2 separate regions of the Periophthalmus magnuspinnatus genome follow, and region 1 is linked to region 2. A link is a contact called in public Hi-C data. All regions are on one chromosome and are shown on one strand. Each heading gives the region's core, a stretch centred on a gene start, on an enhancer-like site or on the middle of the called end of the contact. The rest is flanking DNA. Distances are from core to core; before and after follow the strand shown. Region 1 holds the start of vsig10 (V-set and immunoglobulin domain containing 10). Region 2 holds the start of castor1 (cytosolic arginine sensor for mTORC1 subunit 1).

Region 1 (3,211 bases), core at 575-3,074, 220 kb after region 2:
TTTACCATGAACAGGACGGATTAGAAAAGTGCTTTTATATTTAACGATTATTGAACAGAAGGGGGCGCTGATACAAAATCAAACTGAATTTACAGATTGATCAACACGAGGAGAACGTGTTTTTTATTAATGATGAAGTTATAAACAGACGTGCAAAAATATCGAAATATCAATATATTGTATCATTCATTTTGGTGTATCATTCATCAAAGGTGTAGGCGTCATAAGCTTAGGCTTCTGCCTATTCCTTTTTCAGACTTTGTGTACTTTGATTTGCTTTTGTGGACTTAAGACAGAAATGTCTGAAACAAACAAATAAATAACAAATAACAAATAACAAATGATACAGTATCGATATCGTGAGCTGCTGTATCAATATATTTTTTGTATATTTTACCAAATGATTCTGTCAATGTTATATTTTTGTGTGTTGTTTTGAGTAAAGAGACTCATTTATGCAGAACATTTGTCGTTTAATTCACTGTTCTGATTAAAAGGTTTATTTCATATTAACTTTGGTTTGACTCAGACTTTTAGTCTCAGTTGTTTTAGTCGATGTTGTTTTAGTCGATGTTGTGTGGTTAAACTGCACATGTCTCTGTGTAAATGTGGAGCTCGTATAAACTGAATAAAACCGACACATGGAACAGTCTGATGTGTTTTTATCGTTGGTAAAAAAGCACAAAACAAAATGGACTTTGTGTTTATTCATCTTGATTAAACATAAAAGCTGCATTAATGTTTATTTTTGTGAAAATGGAGCTGATCATTAAGGGTCACGAAAGCCGAGATTTTTCACTGAATCGTATTGTATCAAATCGAAAAAGTACAGTATCGAGATCCGTATCGTATCGTCATGAATGATCTCAGCTTTAGTTTAAACCTATAATTACAGAAGAGCCGAGGCAGAGACTCATCTGGACACAAAGTGAACACGGCTCCTTCACATTTAAAGACTCTGATGTTTTATGTTTTTTAAATGTTCTACTTGATAAACTTGTTTCTCTTGTGGCCTTTTCTGTCTCTGGTCCAGATTTGTTTGCGCATGCGCCTTACACCAGAGCACGTTTGTTTTGATGAAAAATGTAAAAGTGTAAAAGTGTAAAAGTGTAAAACTCTGGACTCACTGGCCACCTGCAGCTGCACTTTGGCGTGGTAGGTGTAGTTCCCGGGCAGGGTGGAGGCGCACAGATACACCGCCTCATCTCCGACCTCCACGGCCCCGATGCTCAAACTCCCATTAGGTAGCACTGAGAGCCGGCTCTCACGGCTCCCACGGCTCTCACGGCTCCCGGGACCGCCTGACGTGTTCAGAGGCGCAGAAACACCTCCACTGATGATTTCTTTTCCATTTTTCATCCACGAGGTCACGGCTGGAGTCACGTTCCCTGCGCTGTAACACGGAAGTATAGCCACGTCTCCAGGAGCCGCTGTCACAACCGAGTCCGTGGATTCTTCACCTGAAACCGCTGCGAAACACACACGAAACCCACTGAGGACGCGTGACACAGCAAAGCCTGAGCTAAACGTGCCGTAAAACTCACCTGTGGAGCAGAAACACAGCAGCAGAAAAGGAAAAGCTCTGGCGCTCATGGTGACATCGCCTCACGCGCGTAAACAAAAGGCTCCCGGCTGAAACCTGTCTGACTACTCCACCTGTGTGCGCGCAGGTGAGCGCTGTGGAACAGACATGCCTCCACCCGTGACACAGGACACCGCAGCACAGCTCAGAGAGTGGATCAGGGTCACGGGGACAGGTCTGGGCCCGTGCGTAAAGGCTTTGGGTCCGTGCGTAAAAGGCGGACAGAGTTTAGCAGCTGCTCCAAAAACTGGACACGAATAAGCCCCACCCTGATGATACCTGCTTAAAGGAGCAGGGCAACAGGCATTTCCACTCGAGTCACCTGTGGGGCTTTAGGCTGTGGCAGCACTGGCTCCTGGACTGGAGTTTCACTGGTGAAATCCCACGAAAGAAATGAAAAGTGAATGAAATCTGTCCCTGATTCATGTGGTCACGGTCTGAGTCTGTGCAGCCTCATTAAAGTTGCACTCTGTAACATTCTATAAAGTATAAAGTCTGTAACATTCCACAGACACAAGGGTTTACACTGTGTCTGTGGGATGTGTTGTCTGTTCCATGGTATAAACTTCTGACCTTGTGTTTACAGGGTTTTTTTTACTCAAAAAGACTAAAAAAAAAACATGTATTCTTACTGTGAGCGGCTCGCCTCTCCACAGATCTGACCTGTAACTTGGTCTGGCAGTGTGCATCCCCATGGAAATGTGCTTAAAGGCATTCTACAGAAGATTCCAGATAAATGTATTTTTATTTTATTACTTATTTATTTATATATCTTTTTAAATGTCTTTGTATTTGTCCGTCAAAAGGCACATTATTATTATTACATGTTATTATTACTACATGTGTGTTTTATCCTTACTGTCTATTTATTTATTTTTCTTTTTTTATTTATTTATGTTATTTATGTTATTTATTGTTTATTTAAATGTCTTCTTTGTATTTGTCCATTAAAAAAAGACCTGGGGAAACAGGACGTGTGTGACATCAACACAAAAACGTGATCACATGTTTGAAATGATTCTGCATTTTAATAAATTATTTATAAAGACAAAGAACAAGTCAAAATGTCGACAATAAATGAAGTTTAGGCACAATCTGAAAACAGTGTAAACAAACACACACAGACGCACACACACCAACACACACAGACACACAAACACACACACAAACACATAAACACACATAAACACACACACAAACACATAAACACACATAAACACACATCGGTCACATTTGAATGATATTTACATGATTCCTTTTTAACTTTATGTACAAATATTTCCAGGTTGATTCACTGAGTCTGGACCAAAAATTTAATTAAATCGTTAAAAATCTGAACGACTCTGGATCAAATATTTGTGTTTGTTTTTTGTCTCATTCGTCGTTAAGGCAAAACAAAGAATCACAAAAATTTACAAAAACTTACAAAAGTATCACATTTAATGAGAAAGAAAGTTTTTTTTGTTAATTTTATTAAATCACTGATGTGTCGCCTGAGACACAGAAAACGTCCAGACTTAACACACAGTCTGGACACAGAGGAGTCTGGACACACAGTCTGGACACACAGAGTCTGGACACAGAGTCTGGACACACAGTCTGGACACACAGAGTCTGGACTCAGAGGAG
Region 2 (2,985 bases), core at 67-2,566:
TCACTCGCTTCAACACGTCCCACAGTCGTCGTGAAATAGTAAATGTTTAAATCCCTGAGTCTTTTTAGTGTCAAACAGCCGTATTATTCCGCCGCAGAGGTCGAACGGCTCGTTACAGTCGGATGTGATACACTGAACACAACAGCTGCTCTTCAACCACAGTCAGTTATCCCAGAAGAGGGGCCAGAGCCGGGGCCAGAGCCGGGGCCAGAGCCGGGGCCAGAGCCGGGGCCAGAGCCGGGGCTCATCTATGAGGGGGGAGTCGGTCCAAGCAATAAACAATTACATAACAAAGGCTGGATATCAGGGATTAGGAGAAAAGCTAATGCAGGGATGAGATGTGGCCACCTGCCTGAACACTGTGGAATCACTGGAAAAAAGCAACAGACAGACATTTTACTGCTTTTGTTATTGATTTATAGATTTATCTGAGTGATTTGGAGACAGAAGAGGCAGATTTGAGTAGAAAAAAACCCACTCATAACAGTTTAGTTCAATGCTCAAAGCTTTGGACCGGAGTAAAAACACAAAACACTGCTGTAGTTTTATGTGAATGACAGAAATCAAAGTTTGAACACGTCAGTCTGAGGATGTTAAACTGTAACAGGCTCAAAACACGACTGGGCTTCAGAATATTTAGACAACCCAACAGAAATCTGAGTTTAACTTCAGGATAAACGTGACATGACGGATTTGTGATGGTGTTAAATGTGTTAATTCTTCAGAAGAACATGCACAAAGAGAGAAATCTGAGAAATCTGTGCTTCAAACATTTAGTGAAGGTCAAAATGTTTTTAAAAAAAGCCTTAAATGTAAATGTTCAAACAGGCAGGGACAAAAAGCAGCTGATTTAGAGCATGTTTGATTCTGTGCAGAGTGAGCCATGGAGGAGTCACTGTGCATGTGCAGACAAACACACACAGACAGACACACACACACACACACACACACACACACACTGAAGGAGGCGTGCACTGAGCTTCTCCTTCAGCCTTACGTGACTCAACTCTTCTTCTGTCACGTCTGAAACGCTGGAGTCGTGTCTTACCGCGTCCTGTTCCGCAGAAATATGAGTTTAATCAAAGGATGCGTAAAGTTGACTATTCCGCTCTTGGAGAGGCTGGTGACGCGCAGCCTGTGGTCCAAAATGTGCAGCTCCATGTCCGCAGCGGCGCAGCTCTGGCGCCTGCAGCTTTTCTGAACCGAGCGACGCGTTTTAAGACACAAACATGAGACAAAACATGACTAAAAAACGAGAAAACCCGCGTGTCCAGGTCTGAGGATCCGAGTGCGTCTCTGCGCGTCTCCACAAAACCCAAAAAAAACATCCCACGCCCCTTTTAACTACTGTATATGCAAATGAACAGGGCCCGGACACGCCCCCTGTCTTAAAGAGACACGCCGCGCACGTGGGACAGCCGTTCAGAACCACTTCCGGTCAAATGCCCTTCAGAATAAAGGCGAATGTGCTTTTATTGTGGAGGGAGTTTGCAGTTTGTTTAAAAAATGTCTTTAAAATGTGCAGTAAAAATGTCCCCAAAATGCACTCAAAATGTACAGTTAAAATGTCCTCAGACTGTCCTCAGATTGTCCTCAGACTGTCCTCAGATTGTCCTCAGATTGTCCTCAGACTGTCCTCAGATTGTCCTCAGACTGTCCTCAGATTGTCCTCAGATTGTCCTCAGATTGTCCTCAGACTGTCCTCAGATTGTCCTCAGATTGTCCTCAGATTGTCCTCAGACTGTCCTCAGATTGTCCTCAGATTGTCCTCAGATTGTCTTCAGATTGTCCTCCTGCAGTGATTATTTTCTGTGATTCAAAGTTTGATTTTATTTGTTGTTTTTGTTTAAAGAAGAAGCTGTGACATCACAGACAAATCTACAGACACATTTAACGTGCTCTAGGTTCTTTTTGGTTCATTTTCCACAGTGTGGCATTAATCGTGTCTTCACACAAACAGGTTACAGGTCAGGTTTGTGGAGAGGCGACCTCACTCACTGTAAGAAGGATGTTTTTAACAGGATTTTATCTTTAAATTAAACAGAACAGTTTATGGAGACAAACAAGTGGCTAATTCCACCAGAAAAGTTACATAATGCAGCTTTAATGGAATAAAAACACATGGTGCAGGTTTAACCGTCTGTGTTAGACGATTTTAATCAAACACAATCACATTTTATTCACTTTCACAATAAAAAACAAAACTTGACACGACTTTAAAATGACCTGAAGTTTTCCTCTTTCCCCTCTCCTCTCTCTCTTCTCCCCTCTCTCCTCTCGTTCCTCTCCTCGTTCCTCTCATTTTCCAGACTGTTATTGCAGAGGTGAGGTCTCTCCTCTCCCCCCTCCTCTCCTCTCTCTCCTCTCCTCTTGTTCCTCTCCTCTCTCTTCTCTCCTCTCCTTCCTCTCCTCTCTTCTCCTTTCTCCTCTCTCTCCTCTCCTCTCGTTCCTCTCCTTCCTCTCCTCTGTTATTGCAGAGGTGAGGTCTCTCCTCTCTCCTCTCCTCTCTCCTCTCTCTCCTCTCCTCTCGTTCCTCTCGTTCCTCTCCTCTGTTATTGCAGGGGTGAGGTCTTTGTGGGGATCATTATTCGAGACTCCATTCTCCTGATCAGAGGAACTGAAAGAAAAAGAAACAAACCAAACATTAAACAGATGAGAGTGTTTTTATAGATAAATGTAAAACAGAAAACACAAACAGTCATAAGACGTCATAAAAAACACTATAGTGCAACAAAACCTGCATATCAACAACAACAACAACAACCACAAAAATAACAAAAAAAATTGCGTGTGTGTTTGTCATTTATCTTCCATCATAATCTTTACAGTTGTGTTTCCTTCTTTACTTTGATAAAACTCAAACCTCTTTGTGTCTTAATGTTTCTTTCTCAAATCTGAACTTCATGTTGTAAATGTTGATGTTTGCAAAAAAAAAAAAAAGGAAAAAAAAAAAAAAGTACCAAAAATATCACAGCTTTTTTTTTT

Evidence for each region. Hi-C and Micro-C count contacts between places; a contact is called where the count stands out from the background.
Region 1: a Hi-C map of muscle shows a contact between it and region 2, with 10 times the contacts expected there. The contact joins the promoter of vsig10 here to the promoter of castor1 in region 2. A contact is called at or near these places in 2 of 2 Hi-C or Micro-C datasets (muscle and muscle and gill).

What each region holds. Positions count from the first base shown.
Region 1 is chr9:35,860,092-35,863,302 of fPerMag1.2.pri, forward strand. vsig10 (V-set and immunoglobulin domain containing 10) reads right to left here and starts at 1,825. Exons shown (of 9, transcript XM_033973005.2): 1 at 1,545-1,825; 2 at 1,128-1,469. The coding sequence starts at 1,593. LOC117376505 (G-protein coupled receptor-associated protein LMBRD2B-like) reads right to left here. Exons shown (of 18, transcript XM_033973004.2): 18 at 2,594-3,211.
Region 2 is chr9:35,639,641-35,642,625 of fPerMag1.2.pri, forward strand. castor1 (cytosolic arginine sensor for mTORC1 subunit 1) reads right to left here and starts at 1,317. Exons shown (of 9, transcript XM_033972754.2): 1 at 1,049-1,317. The coding sequence starts at 1,161. nipsnap1 (nipsnap homolog 1 (C. elegans)) reads right to left here. Exons shown (of 10, transcript XM_033972918.2): 10 at 2,523-2,617. The coding sequence ends at 2,553.